2 separate regions of the Mus musculus genome follow, and region 2 is linked to region 1. A link is a contact called in public HiChIP or PLAC-seq data. All regions are on one chromosome and are shown on one strand. The core of a region is the stretch at or near the end of the contact, and the rest is flanking DNA. Distances in the headings are between cores, read along the strand shown. Region 1 holds the start of Hdgfl3 (HDGF like 3). Region 2 has its middle 11 kb from the start of Gm32850.

What was found. HiChIP or PLAC-seq counts read pairs in DNA pulled down with a chosen protein or histone mark.
Region 2: a contact with region 1 is called in an H3K4me3 HiChIP or PLAC-seq map of craniofacial prominence, with 2.5 times the contacts expected there. The contact joins the enhancer-like site here to the promoter of Hdgfl3 in region 1. A contact is called at or near these places in 3 of 39 promoter capture datasets (embryonic stem cells and stem cell-derived epiblast-like cells), 2 of 484 Hi-C or Micro-C datasets (embryonic fibroblasts and hemogenic endothelial cells), 10 of 115 datasets of contacts at active chromatin or transcription factors (the NIH/3T3 cell line, cardiomyocytes, craniofacial prominence and 6 more) and 2 of 9 other capture datasets (adipose tissue and pancreatic islet).

Annotation. Positions count from the first base shown.
Region 1 is chr7:81,931,649-81,938,927 of GRCm38.p6, forward strand. It overlaps Hdgfl3 (HDGF like 3), which reads right to left and starts at 2,811. Exons shown (of 6, transcript NM_013886.4): 1 at 2,291-2,811. The coding sequence starts at 2,374.
Region 2 is chr7:82,105,810-82,113,088 of GRCm38.p6, forward strand. No RefSeq gene overlaps it. Among named protein-coding and RNA genes, the nearest start is that of Gm32850, 11 kb to the right of the region's middle. Within about 2 kb of position 3,997, at least 41 of the 459 cell types and tissues checked have an H3K27ac peak or open chromatin away from gene starts, as enhancers often do. A contact at or near this core is called in the NIH/3T3 cell line, craniofacial prominence and embryonic limb bud, where this site is marked.

The DNA of each region.
Region 1 (7,279 bases), core at 1,561-4,060:
CTGCTAGCTTTTATATAAGGTGAACGTATCGGAAATGCAAACAAGATTCGTTTTCCAGTTAGTATTTTTAAATATCAACCTTCAAAGTTAGAAGCAGGTATAAAAGGAGAGATAATGCTGCATAAAACTGAGGTGAAAATGAGAACATATGTAATCAACATATGTAATCAAGAGTAGGGCCTCAAAATACTCTTTTTCTCCTAACCTTTACCTTTCCTTGGAAAATGCAAAATGTTGCTATAGCTTTTTGTGAGCCTTAGAACTTTCCTTAAGAAGGCAAATGTGGGTGGGGGAGGTTTTTTGGGATTTAGCTCAGTGGTAGAGCACTTGCCTAGCAAGCGCAAGACCCTGGGTTTGGTCCTCAGCTCCCAGGGGTGGATGGGGAGAAAAAAAAGGAAGAAAAAAAAAAAAAGAAGGTAAATGTGAACACATGTTCTTCCATGCGTCCTTTTAAATCTGAAAATCTAATGGTTTTGCTTTCTCATTTTATATTGGTTTGGAATTATACCTTCTAGGAATTTTTTTTTTTTTGTACAACTAGAAATACTTTCGTAGTAGTTTTGTTTCACTAATTACCACAGGTGGTCAACCTGTGACAGCAACGTGTTAATGAGGCTGTAAGTATTTTCTTTTTGATCCTCGGAAGATACTTTTCCATGGCCAGACTATGGCACAGACTGTGAGTATATACATACAACCTCACAGAGTTGTTTATTGGCTTGACAATACACACAGGGACTCCCTAGAAGACCCCTAAAATCGTCAACCTTGCCCTTCGAGTATTATTCACTATTTTGTAAGATTAAAGCAAACAAATAACAAAACAATGACAACCAGTACTTCGACGTTGAAACTCTGCCTTATTCCAGGTCTTAGAGTTTATACATGAAGAATTTATCACATCCGAGTGGAATCTGAGTAAGACTGTTTTTTTCCTCTTGATGCCTGAGGTTGTTAGTGTTGGAAGGAATCCTGGAGATGGTTATTCTAAAGTTACAGAAATGGAAGTGCAGGCAGTTAAAATGATTAGTTCCTAACAGTGCCTGACCCACTCTCCAGATCCCCTAAGTTCCTGGCCCAGTGTCCTTTCCATTTTAAAATCATGCCAAAACAAACGAGTTCAAAATGATTATGTCTATCCATTACCTCAACTACACTGATCTTCAGCCTGCCCCTCTTGATGTCACTTCCTTGTGTGAATGGGTGTACTTTCCCCTTGGTCTTGTTACCTTCACTTTATCACCACACAACACGAGTTCACGCTCCCAAGCTCCCAATTTCTGTCAGCTTCTCCCTTGACTATTTTTGTTCCTCAAGAATACCCAGCATTGTCTCCAAACTGCTTTAACTATCTTTTAACTGTATTCTTTTCAGTCAGTCAACCGCCAGCTATTAAATTTAAACAAATTGAAGGTGAAAGTGATTGTTTTTTTTTTTCAACATAAGGTGCGCACAGACGCGGTAGTGCTTCTTCCTCAGTAAGGATCGGAATAAAAATACTGAATGCTGTGTATTAAATGCAGATGCTTTCTAGAGAAAACCTAGCGACAGTCTTGCTGTTTAGGAAGAAGAGAGCTGTCGTGGGTTTGGTTCGAGGCCAAGAATAAGGTTCGGGAACCGACCTAAAACAAATATGGAGGTGAAAAGGCACAAGGAAGCTCCTTGAATTCACCAGCCAGTGACAGGCTATTTGGTGTCAGTTTCTAAGAACCAGGGCACCAGGGAGGCAATGGACAATGAGAGGGCAGGTGAGGCACAGGGGATCGCGCCCAGGAAACACTCAACAAGTCTGGAAGATGAAGGATGCTCTGAGATCGAAGATTGCTACCATGAGACTGCCGCTGGCCTCTGCACGACCATCCCCTTTCCCAGGACTGACCGTCACCGGCTCTCGCCGGCTGGGGGACAGCCTTTCGCTCTCCTACCTGCCTCGACGTTCGCCCGGATCAGGGCGTCTACTCAGGACCATGCTGGGAGCCAGCCGGCGCCTCCACCCCGGACCCGCTTCCCGGTCCCCGCCGGCTTCCATGAGGAAGGCGACGTCGGGCCTGTCCGGTCGAACCCGCCTTCGAACGTGGGCGTCAGGATGGCCGCCGAGCCGGCGAGGGCGCAGCCCGGAACCTTCGCCTCGGCCCGGAGCCCGGTGCGCAGCACAGCTCGCGGTTCAGCCCAGGCGGCGGCCAGGCGCGAGGCGGGCTCGAGCCGAGGTGATGGGGAAAGGGGGCGGGCGCGCCATCATGAAGGGAAAATGGTGGGCGGGCGGGCCCGCGCGCGCGGCCGCCGTACTCACCCGGGCGGGCCAGTGCGGGTAGCCCTTCATCTTGGCGAAGACCAGGTCTCCCGCTTTGTACTCGCGGGGCCGCGGACGCGCCATCCCGGTCGTTCTCCTGCTCGCCGGTCCTTGGCCGCCGCGAAGATGCTGGGAGGCCGCCCCTCCGCGGGACGACGGAACCGCGCCGCGCTCCCCGCGGGGCCTCGAGCCGAACGCTCGAGCGGCCGCTCCGACGAGGGAGAGCGGCGAGGCAGTGGCCGAGGCGAGCGGTGGGCGGGGGGCACCGCAGGCCCCGCAGATCCCCGCCCGGCTGCGGGGGATGGGAGCCCGCGTCCGGCCGCGCCGAGTCCCGACGCCGCCGCTACCGCCGCGCGCTGCTCACAGGAGCCGCGTCGCCAGCCTCATGCAGCCGCCGCCTCCCCGCCGAGCTTCTGGGTTCCGTGCGAGCTCCGGGCCTCGCGCCTCCTCCGAATTCCTCCTCGGGCAGCGACCGCAAACACGATCTTATTATTGTTCTCGCGCGCGCTCAGCATTCCCCCCCTCCACCCCTCGCCCGCCCCGCTTCCCTCCCCTCGCGCGCCGGCCGGTTAATTCCTAGGTGCACGGCCGGCTTTCTCGGAGAAACCGCGCGCGCCGCCTGGCTTGCTCCGCGGGCTGCTGGTGGGCGCGTCCTCCCGCAGCAGCGAAGCCGGTGCCCCGCGGGTGGGAGCGCCTACTCCAAAGACGCCCGCCGCCTGCTCTCTTTTGTTCTTGGCCGGGAGCTGCCTGGTGAAGCCCAGCCAATCACCACCCGGCCGCCCCTCTTTCCCCTCCTGCTCGCGCCCACCCCCTGCGGACTGCACCCCCTTTCTGACTGCCCCCTACCCGTGGGCCACTTCCTCGGGTGCTCTCTGGTGAGTTGGGGGAGAGGGGGGACAAAGGCTTCCCAGGCATGGGGGATAGCTGCGCAGGGGACTCGCTGCCTGGTCAGTAGGTACCTGGAAAGAACAAGGGCAAGGTTCTTGCCCCAGGTCTGCCTTAATGATGCAGTGTGACCCACCTAGGGCAAGCGACTTCACTGGAGTCAAGGCCAGTCCTCACCGACAGGATGGCACAGTCGGGCTTTGAACATGGATCTATATGGTTCAGTGCCCATAGCCTAAGTTATGCTTCTCTGTGTGGGGCCTTCATGGGCCAATAATTTTGGGGCAAAGGACTTACCCTGACAAGTCAAATCAGTTGTTTTCAATTCTGGTAACATACTGGAGAGCAGCTTCTAGAGATTTCTTTATACAGGTTAGTAAGTCTACGACAAACGTGTGCATTCACCATTGTTTTATTTGGATTTCAGCTGACTGCTTTCAAAAAGACATTTTGGGAGTGAGAATCTTTATAGCATTCTCCTTTGTGAGAGGTAAATAAAATAATTCACTCTTTTCTGCATCTGCTCGATGAATGGATGAATGCGCCCTGTGGAAGATCCCTGTGATCTTGCCTTCTTTAAAAGGTCCTCTGGTGCTGCACCTAGTTGGGAAGACAGCTCTCCTTTGTGAATTGCCCTCTTTGCCATTTCTCCCCTCTGTAGAAAGTGGGTTTTCCAAGCATCTGCCCCACTCACTTGTGCTTGAGAGCTGTGCTTACCGCAGCCTCTCCGTGATGGGTTTCCAGTGGCCGGCTGTAGAGTCTGGAGACATTCCGAGGAGCGTTTACTTTGTTCACAGTACTTGGCTGTTTCTTTTTTTGCATCTCTTAATTCTCCAGCACCCACCCCTCACCTTCCCTATAGGCTCACCTTGTCCTCTCTTGCGCTGCAAAATTAGTCTAGGTTTTTTCCCCCGGCTGTGATAGCCCGAGAACGAGCTTGTCACGTCTACAAGTCATATCACACACATCCTAGGTGCCATGTCAAAGCCGCATCTCTTGACAGGCCACCAGAGCCCTAACTGTCCAAAGCTGGAATGGCCGAGGCTGCCTGTGGGCTCTGGGCGGTCATGAGTAGGGGAGAGAATCAGTGTGGAAGCCATGCAAGGAAGTTAAGCTGGAAGTGATCATAATTGTGTTAAAGAGTACTCAGGTGGCCAGAAGAGAGGTTGATCTGAGGGTGCGGGGCTGGAGCGGGGTTTTCACTAAGAGAGAGAAGACGTGGTCTCAGCCATCTTGCTAACTCACAAGTGGCAAGTAGTAGGAAGAATGGTGACTAAAATATGGTTCCTTTGTTTCCAGATTAAGTAACGGGATCTTTAGCATCTGGAAAGGCCAGGCAGTCTGTGAAGAACAGGCAGGTTTGCAAGATAGGGCCTGGCCCTGAGTGAGTTTTTGATGTGTTGAGATTTCTGTAGGTCATATTTAGTGGGCTGTTGGTTAATGTAGAAATTTGAATGATGTCAGTATACGAGTGGCTATTGAAGCTCTGGCAGAGCCCGAGGTCTGTAGAATGAGAGAAGCGACAGACAGGTCACCAGAAGACACTTGGAGACAGGTCACCAGTGTAGTTCAACATAGAGGAGAACCGTCCTGGGAGCCAGAGAGTTAGAGCATCTCTAGATGAAAGGAAAGGTCTCAGTAGATGGCACAGAGAATGAGTGAGCTGTTAAGGAGACGGCCCATTCATTATGCTGACTGGGAAGTCCCTGGTGAGCTTGTTGGGAATGAAGAGTTGTGGAAAGAAACCAGAGCGGAGACTTGAGGTGCGTCAGAGGCACAACTGTGGAAGCAGGAAGTGCAGACGGCTCTCATTCTCACCAGCGGAGAGAAGTCCTCGAGGAGGCAGGGAGAGGGCTAAGGTTTAGTGTGGCTTCGTTATTTGTAGAAAGGGGAAAGAGCTAGCCAGACTGTCAGAGGGAGGCTAAAGGGGACCATTGACAGGACTTGGGTTATTCTGAGAAGGTGGACATTTCTCCCAACCTTCGTCTCTTGTTTCCAATTGAGCTTGGCCTTACTGCTCAGCGCATAGTATTGGCCCAACTCTTGTGCCCTAACCCAGCCAGACTTAGTAACACAGAAACAGGGAATCCCCATCTGTGTTGATTTGGATGATCATCAGGGCCACCGCACGCCTGGCTAAGAGCCTGTCTGTCTGTCTGCAGCCAGGTTGGATGCAGACCACTGTCCTGCTGAAGCTCTGACTGGTTTCTCCAAAGGACTGATGCTGTGGAAACTCCAGAACAATGCTCTATTCAACTATCTAGCAGATAATATGAAACCCTTTAGAGGTATCATTAGGACCATACAAAAAAACCTGATGTATTTATTTATTCTGTGTGGTCCCAGAAGTTGGTCTGTTTGTTACATTAGCACTTGAGAGGCAGAGGCAGGAGAGTCAAAACTTTAAAGCCAGCTCAGGTACAAAATGAGTGTGCATCCAATCTGGGTTATATGAGACCATATCTAAAAAAACAAAAACAAAAAATATTAATTTTATTTCTAAAACTTGGAGGGAAATCCATTTAAAAATGTAATACTATCTATATTCTTTGATTACTTTTAAATTTAGTATTCTTAAATCCCCTGGGCTAATAATTTCTCTGCCTCTGGCTCCATGATTTACTTTCGCAAATCTTTATTTCATTCATCTCCATCCATGTATTTGGAGCTGATCCTGCTTTTACCTTCTCCTTCATATCTTAAGCTAGCATCCAGTAAAGTTCCAGTAGTTCCTTCGCATCCTGCCCTTAAATTTGCCCATTCCAATCGCCAGAAATCTATTTCTTTGCCTGAAATTATGTGTGAAGTAGAATATATAGAGATAATTATATAAAATTATATAAATGTAATTATATATTACACATTTTATAATTATATAACATATATAATATTATGTGTCGCATATATAAATTGTATATATTACTATATATTTATGTATATATTTGTATATAAATATAATGACATATGTATATATAAATAAAATTTAGACAGTGCTGAGCACACAGTAACTGCTCTTTAATTGTTAACATGGACTGGAAAGGGAGTCTGGGAAAGCTGAGCCTAATCCAACACGCACAGTGCATCAGGCCATTTCCACTGATTTTGCTACTTGAAGCATCTCTTAAATGTCTGCCACTCATCCCCAGGTCTTATCCTCCTTCAGAAATAATTGGCTTGTCCACACTGACATCTTGAAAGTCATAGCAAACTGCCTGAGAGAACCCCCTCATCAAGTGTGAATTGGAAGCAGTGTTAAATGGACGGAAGGCCCTGAAAAGCCTACGTGGGCTAGGATGGGGAGAGGTTAGGGGCTGGCAGTATTAGCATCTGAGCATTGGAGTAGGGGTGGGTAACATAAGAAACCACACTGAGGCGACCAAGCAGATAAGCAGAGGATGCTCTCATAATAATCTAGGACATAGTAAAAGCCTCTGAAGACGCTGCATGGACTGCCCGAGATTGTTGCAGGTCTTGGAAACTCTGAGACACAGCTTAAAACCAAGGTCATTTCCACTCTTACTCCTTCACCGTCCTGTTCCAGACTGAAGAAGAAAGTGGATAAGTTTAATAAATTAGTTGCTACTTGGGAAGGAGAGATTCAGGATGTAGAATACATTAAACACTCAAAGACTCTGCAAAATTGCCTATCATTTTTGCTAGCATTGTTCTAATGTTAATATGCATGGTTATGAAGAAAGCATTGGATCAATATTAGCATCCATTCCTTCATCTTTTCAGTGAATAGTTGTTGAATGCTGGTGTGTACCAGTCATATTCTAGAGACCTAGGACCACAGAGAGCAAAGAGTGATGGTGCCAGATGCAAAGCCACGAAAGTAGTGGTACAGGAGTCTGCGGGCAGAGGCTGAGATTCTGGGTATCACAAGGGGATGTGGAGTGAAGGGTGTAGAGGAAATGATGTTTTGATCGTTCCAGGATCAGACATCCAGAGGCATAGTGCTTTCACTTTTATTCTCTTAGAGTCCCAACACCATGTCAAGAATTAGGAAAATTTTGATGCTGTGGAAAGGGCATATGGAGAGAGATGGTGGCCTAGTTAGCTTTCACTGTCAACTTGACACAGCCTAGCCAGTCACCTGAGAAA
Region 2 (7,279 bases), core at 2,747-5,246, 180 kb after region 1:
GGGACTGCAGTCCCCTCAGCCCGAGCCTGCTCTTCAGCTTTCTCATTCTCCAAACTGTCTCCTGGCCATGTCTTTGCCACTTTCTCATGCCACACCTGCCACTTGAAGACTCTCTCTCATTCTACCTACCTGTATGAAAAGTCAACTATTCTTCATATCCATTGGGACATGTATAGACGCCTGTGTTCTGTCAAGATGAAGAGCGTATTTCTGGCTTGAGTGACATTAAACACAGTCAAGGTTTGGAGAGAAGGTAACGCTGTAGTTAGCAGAGAGTGTTATGTGCCACTCTTTATGTAAGGTTAGTCTGGAACTCATTTAGGGCACTGGCATTATTATGCAGGACTTACTAAAAGTAAATAGGAGATTTTCATAATATTTTAAACTTTTAAATCCTAAGTAACATTTTACAAATTCTCTTAATCCTTACAATGTCTCTGTGAGATAGTATCCCCAGTTTCTAGTTGAAGAACAAGATTAAGAAATGTTAAGTGGTGACTGGAGCAATGGCTCAGTGGTTAAGAACACTTCAGTTCTTCCAGAGGACCCAGGTTCGATTCCTATCACCCACATGGTGGCTCACAACCACCCATAATGCCAGTTCCAGGGCATATGATTCCCTCCTCTGGCCTCTGAGGGCACCAAACACACACACACACAATGCATAGACATGCATGTAGGCAAAACATTCATATCCATAAATACAACTAAAAAGAGAGAAGATGTTAAGTAAAATGCATATGGTCATGAGTGAACAGATAGCTTTGACAGCAGTGCACAGTTAATACAGAATAATTAGAACCCAGGGAATAGATGGGATGGTCCCAAGGAATGAAAGCAAAGAGGAAGCCCTGAAAAGTCTTGGCTTATCATTGGAGGAGTGGCTGGAGCAAGAGGAGCCTGCACAGGAAAATCAGAGAAAAAGAAGGAAAAAGTGGAAGCAGGGAAAGTGACATTTCAACAAACAACGAGGAAGCTCAGTTGCCAGAAGCCAACCGAGTAGCTCAGCTGTGATGTGTGTGAGTCAGACGAAATGCTGAACCCTTTGTTAAAGTGTTCTCTCAATACATAAAATACAGTTTTGGTGCTATTGACAGGAGTCAACTTAGGGATGATGTAATATTAAAATATTAATGAAATAATGGGGAAATTATATCAAATAGCTTAGAAGGCTCTAGAATGCCAACAGTAAAGTGGAACTAAACTAAAACAAACATTATTAATGGGACAATAAAGAGATAATCGAGAATGTCTACACATTAGAAAATAGTTGAATAGAATGCACTCTTTTTTTAAGGGCAGAAGTGGAAATTTCTAATTTTTAAAAATTATCTGTGTGGCCATTCCCAATGCCATTTCTCTTGTCTTCTCATTGAAAAACCTTGAAAGACAAATAAAAATAGAGAAAAAACCTCACAACGATATTTCGAGAAAAAAAAAGTGCAGAAAATTCATTAACTGTGCCAACAAAAAAGATCACACTTATGAGAAGGAAGAAAGGACTGGATTGGGAGGCAGCCTGTAAATACTTGGAGTACTTGGAGTTCCAGAAAGGTGCAGGGGTCTATGTTCTGCTGATTCGATAGAATGGTTGAGACCAGTCAATTTAAAAGACAGGGAATTTATTTATTTCACAGTCTGGAGGCTCAAGATCACAACTGTGCTGATGATTATGGTGAGAACCTCATGTTGTAGCGTCTCACCTGTGTTCTAATCTCTAGCGATGTGTATGGCTGTGCATGCCTGTAACTCCAGCACTGCATGGAGATAGGCAGGTCTCAGGATAAGCAGCTTAGTCAAAGGGGCAAGCTTCCAGGGCGGCGAGAGGCTGTATCAGGGCAATAAATGGATAATTGTGATGTTGACACTTGATGTTCAGCTCTGGTCAGTGCACATGGGAGCAGTGACAGGTGCAAGTACACACTTAGGTACACACCACACATTCTCACACACATATGCACATACTTACAAATACACATATACATACATATACACACATACATACACTCACATGCAGATGTACACATGAAGATATATGCTCACATATTCACACATATACACATATACACACTCACACATATACACTCATACATACTCATACACAAATACATACACACACACACAGACACACATATATATATACACACATATATACTACTCATACATATTCATACACACACACACATAAACACTCATGTACACACATACATATCACAGATATACTTTTATATACACACACACATACACATACATACACACTCACACACAGATACACAGGGTTAGGAACTATAAATGTTGGGTGAATATAAAATATATCTTTTTATTCAAGTTATATTTTTAAGTACAATTAAGGGAAATGTAATAAAGATGTATTGTGGGGTTTATAACATACATATAAAACCTGTGAGTTGGGCATGCTGGTACACATCTGTGCTTTCAGTGTTGGAGACTGAGCAAGAAAATTACTGTGAGTTTGAGACCAGCCTGGGCTATAGAGCAAGACCTTGTCTCAAAAGAAGAAAGGGACCAATCGTAAAGTACTATGACAATAACACAAAGCAGAGCCATGGGAAATAGGAGTGTACTGTAAGCTTCCTCTAAAGAGACTAAGTTACACAAAAGGATATAGGAAATGAAGAGAAAGAGAACAAAGAGTAGACAGGAGAGACAGAAAACAAGTAGCAAGCAGTAAATGCTGTAAGAAATTCAATTTCCAAGATATCAAAGACTCTGGCTGAAGAGAGGGCCCAGAGATTAAGAGCGTGTGTGCTCACCCACGGGGAGTGGACTTCAGATCCTGACACCTACACTGAACACCCCACAAATACCTGTATTCCAGTTCCAAAGGCACTGACATTCTCTTCTGACCAGGAGCACGCACAAAGCACGCATGCATGTGCATAAATAACAGAAACACTTTTTTAAAAGTTAGAGAGTTAAGTTCAGTAGAAGGAAGACTCAACTATGTTATCTATAAGGAAACTACACTTATTTGTCTTGGTGTTTTACTCTAATACAAGGTTTCATATAGCCCAGGCTGGCCTAGAACTTACAAGGTAGCCGAGGATCACTTTGAACTTCCGGTCCTCCAGCTGCAGCCTCCATATCCCACGTGTTAGTTCAGATTGGCATTCGACGCTCTATCCTACTGACTCTGCCTCCTGAGTGTGGGAACACAGGTACCATCACGCTTTGAAAAAAACTACTTTACCATAAACATCTATGGGTTAAAACTAAACGGTGAGAAAAAGCAGAGAGCAGAGACTAATTGATACACCCCCCAGGAACTTGTCTAGTCTCCACACCAGCAAATGTGGGGCAACTCTGTTCTGTGCATGAATTTGTGACTCTTCTAGAAGTGATGTAACCTTAAATAAAAGTTCTGTCACACAGTTGTATCCACTAGTTTCATGGTTTCTTCTGCAGTCTCCCCAGAGAAGCTCATGTAGGAAGTCAAAGTCCTCTGCATGACAGAACAAGGAGTTAGCCCTACCCTCAGGGGACAGCCCTACCCTCAGGGGACACCCTACCCTCAGGGGACAGCCCTACCCTCAGGGGACACCCTACCCTCAGGGGACAGCCCTACCCTCAGGGGACAGCCCTACCCTCAGGGGACAGTCCTACCCTCAGGGGACAGCCCTATCCTCAGGGGACAGCCCTATCCTCAGGGGACAGCCCTATCCCAGTGCAGGTTGGCTCCCAGAGGCTCCAGTCCAGGTAACACTGCTTTCTCTGTATAATAGACTTCCCTTCCAGCTGCCGCCAGCCCATGTGGTGGGCTTTTCTACCCTTGAAGATCACAGCATTTAGCTGCCAAGGCAGGTGCCTCTTGGCTCAGGGATATGAGATTCAAACCAGCATAGCAAACTCCTGCATCTCGGCTCCATGGTCCCTGCCAGCTGTGCCCTTTTAACTTGGAAGGTAGGACGGGGCCACTTCCAGCCAGTTACATGCTGTGGTTTCTGCCATCCTTTCCTTTCACCCTGAAGACATTTACACATCTGCAGGCAATTAGCAGGAGCAAAGCCGTGGTCTAGTCCCTCTCTGTCTAGAGCATGCACACACACATGCATGAAACACTTAATTCTTAGGAATGTCGTACAAATTCCTTTCCAAAATGTAATTTATTCTTACTGAAGCATTCTATGTATATAATTTTCAAAGTCAAATGACTCTCTGTGGCTTACGGGGAAATAAGTAGTCCCTTAACCTGACTTTCCTGAGCCAGTTCCTGCTCTCCATCTCCGCTGAGCAGGAGACAGGCTGCCTAAATGCTTATGATTCTTAACACTTCTAAACAGCCTGTTCGTACTACTGTCGTAGTTTGAATGTAGAAGGTTCTCTGCTGGCTCATGTGACTGAGGCACTTGGTCCGTAGCTGGTGGCTCTTCTTTGGCAGGATGTGGAACATTTAAGAGTAGGAGTTACACTGGAGGAAACAGGTACGGAAGGCAGGGCTTGTGGTTTTAGAGTTGTATTTTGTTACTTAAAAAAAAATTAATCATTTTATTCGTTTACACTTCAAGTGATATCCTGCTTCCCGGGTTACCCCTCCACAAATCCCCCATCTTGCCTCCCCTCTCTCCCCTCCCCTCTGCCTCTGTGAGGGTGCTCCTCCACCCACTCACCCACTCCTGCCTCACTGATCTAACATTCCCCTACCCTGGGGCATCAAGCCTCTACAGGACTAAGAGCCTCCCCTCCCATTGATGTCAGATAAGGCCATCCTCTGTTACATATGTATCTGGAGCCATGGCTCCCTCCATGTGTACTCTTTGGTTGGTGGTTTAGTCTCTGACAGCTCTGGGTGGTCAGGTTAGTTGATATTGTTCTTCCTATGGGGTTGCAATCCTCTTCAGCTCCTTCATTCAGTTCTTCCCCTAGCTCTTCCACTGGGGTCCCAGGCTCAGTTCAATGGTTGGCTGTGAGTATCTGTATTGGTCAGGTGCTGGCAGAGCCTCTCATGGAACAACCATATCAGGCTCCTGTCAGCAAGCACTTCTTGGCATCAGCAATAGTGTCTGGGTTTGGTGTCTGCAGATGGGATGGATGCCTAGGTGGGACAGTCTCTGGTTGGCTTTTCTTTCCTTCATTCTTTCTCTTCCTTCCTTCCTTCCTTCCTTCCTTCCTTCCTTCCTTCCTTCCTTCCTTCCTTTCTTTCTTTCATTTTTTTTGTCCCTGTCTTTCCTTTAGACAGTAATATTTCTGAGTTAAAACTTTTGAGATGGGTGGGTGGTCCCTTTCCTCAACTGGGGGCTGTGCCTATCTACTGGAGGTGGTCTCTGCAGGTTGTATCTCTCCTTAGTTGCATATTTCCGCTAAAGACATCCCTGATGGGTCCTGGGAACCTTTTGCTTCCCTACCATGTTACTTTTTGTTGTTGTTGTTGCTGCTGTAATAAACACGGTGACCAAAAATGATTTGTGGAGAAAGAGTCTATTTTGGCTTATGGTTTCAGAAAGACAGACAGACCATAAAGGTAGGGAGACACAGAAATGCATGACCAGAGCTGGGAGCTGAGAGACAGTGTTTTTCAGGGTTTGCAGAGAGTGAATCAGAAGTAGGCCAGGGATATAAACTTTCAAAGTCTGCCCCAGTGACACACTTCCTCCAGCAAGGATATACCTCCTAAAGGTTCTATAACCTCCCCAAGCAGCACCGGGAACTGGGGGACACGTGTTCAAATACTCAAGCCCGTGGGAGACACTTCTCATTCAAATTGCTGCAACACCCCCACCCCACCATGCTTCCTGACTTGGTAAGCACTGGGAAGCTGCCTTGGCTCGTTCCTCCAGGCAGGAGCTCCTTCCACATCCTGCTGGACCCTTCTTATACTGTGGGCCAAAGCAGGCCCTTCCTGCCTTCTGTCTGGCATTATGTCACAGCAATGAGAAAAGTGACCAGTGCTATTACTATTTTTGACTTTAAAATTAAAATTAAAAATTAAAAATTAAATTAAATTAAATTAAAATTAAAAATTAAAAAGGTAAAAGTTAGAAACCACCACGAACTTTCTGTTGCATATTATAAACTACCATACACTACTCTCTATGTTCTCCACTGAGTTATAGCCCAGAGTTTGTTTGTTCATTATTATTTAGATTGTCATTATGATTAATGCAGATACTGTTTGCCGCTAAAACATGTATTATGATTTTATTTCTATTACACCATTTAAATGATTGCCTAATTCTTATTTATTTAGTTTTATAGAAACTGTAACGCATTTAGTCCCGAGTATTCTGAAAAAAAAAATTCTCTCATCTCTCTTTTGAAGTCATCACACATCAAGTCACCTGGAACCAAGAATTTGGTGGTTTTGCTTGGGTACCGCTATTCAGTCTCCGACTGGAATGTGAAGAGTGAAGAGGGCTGTCTTCCGAGCATCATCTGGCTTTCACCATCCCACTCCCAGCCAGGATTCCTCCTGCCTTCTGCAGAGGTAACAGAAGGCCAGTCCCCTGGCTGTGTGGGCTAACGGGGGAACCTGGAGCACATTTATGTCATGTGTTAACCCCGTCCTTGCTCACATTCCTGCACGGTGTAATCTGTCCTTTTCTCTTCCCAAAGGTGCCTGTACACCAAATACAGAAATTCCCCAGGCTCAGGACAAGCACTCAGCTCCCTTTGTGCAGTTTCTTGTAGTCAGGTTACTGCTTTCTCAGCTCAGCTGTGTTGGCAGCAAGCGGTCAGCTCTACACATTCAACTCCACACAGCCAGCTCCATGCATTCAATGGCTTTTCATTTTCCTATACTTTTGGACAAGTTTAGTTTCTCTGTTTGCTTGGTTTCATCTTATTCTTTAGCAGCCCTTATTGTGGTTGCCGTATAAGTGAGTCTATCTCGTTTTCTTGTTTAAACGAACACTACTTCCAATCAGTCCTTAACTGTGTGAGCAATGCAGTTGACCTGTTTGAACTAGAAGGGGGGGGCGGGGGGGTTCACCCTCAGCCTGGAGGAGGAGGCTTTGTCTCTCCTTCAGCTTTTTTCTTTTTTAATGATTTATTTTTAGTTTATGTGCATTGGTGTTTTATCTGCGTGTGTCCCTGGAACTGGGGCTACGGACAGTGGTGGGCTGCCATGTGGGTGCTGGGAATTGAATCTGGGTCTTCTGGAAGTACAGCCAGTGCTGTTAATCTCTCCAGCTCTCTGTCAGCGTTTTACATACTTCTTGTACATTTGTGCTTCTTGGTCTCTTCAGCAGCTCCTCCATGTCTGTATACTGTCTACAAAAAGAAAAAAAAATCCCCAAGTTATACTTGCTTTAACCCCATCTCC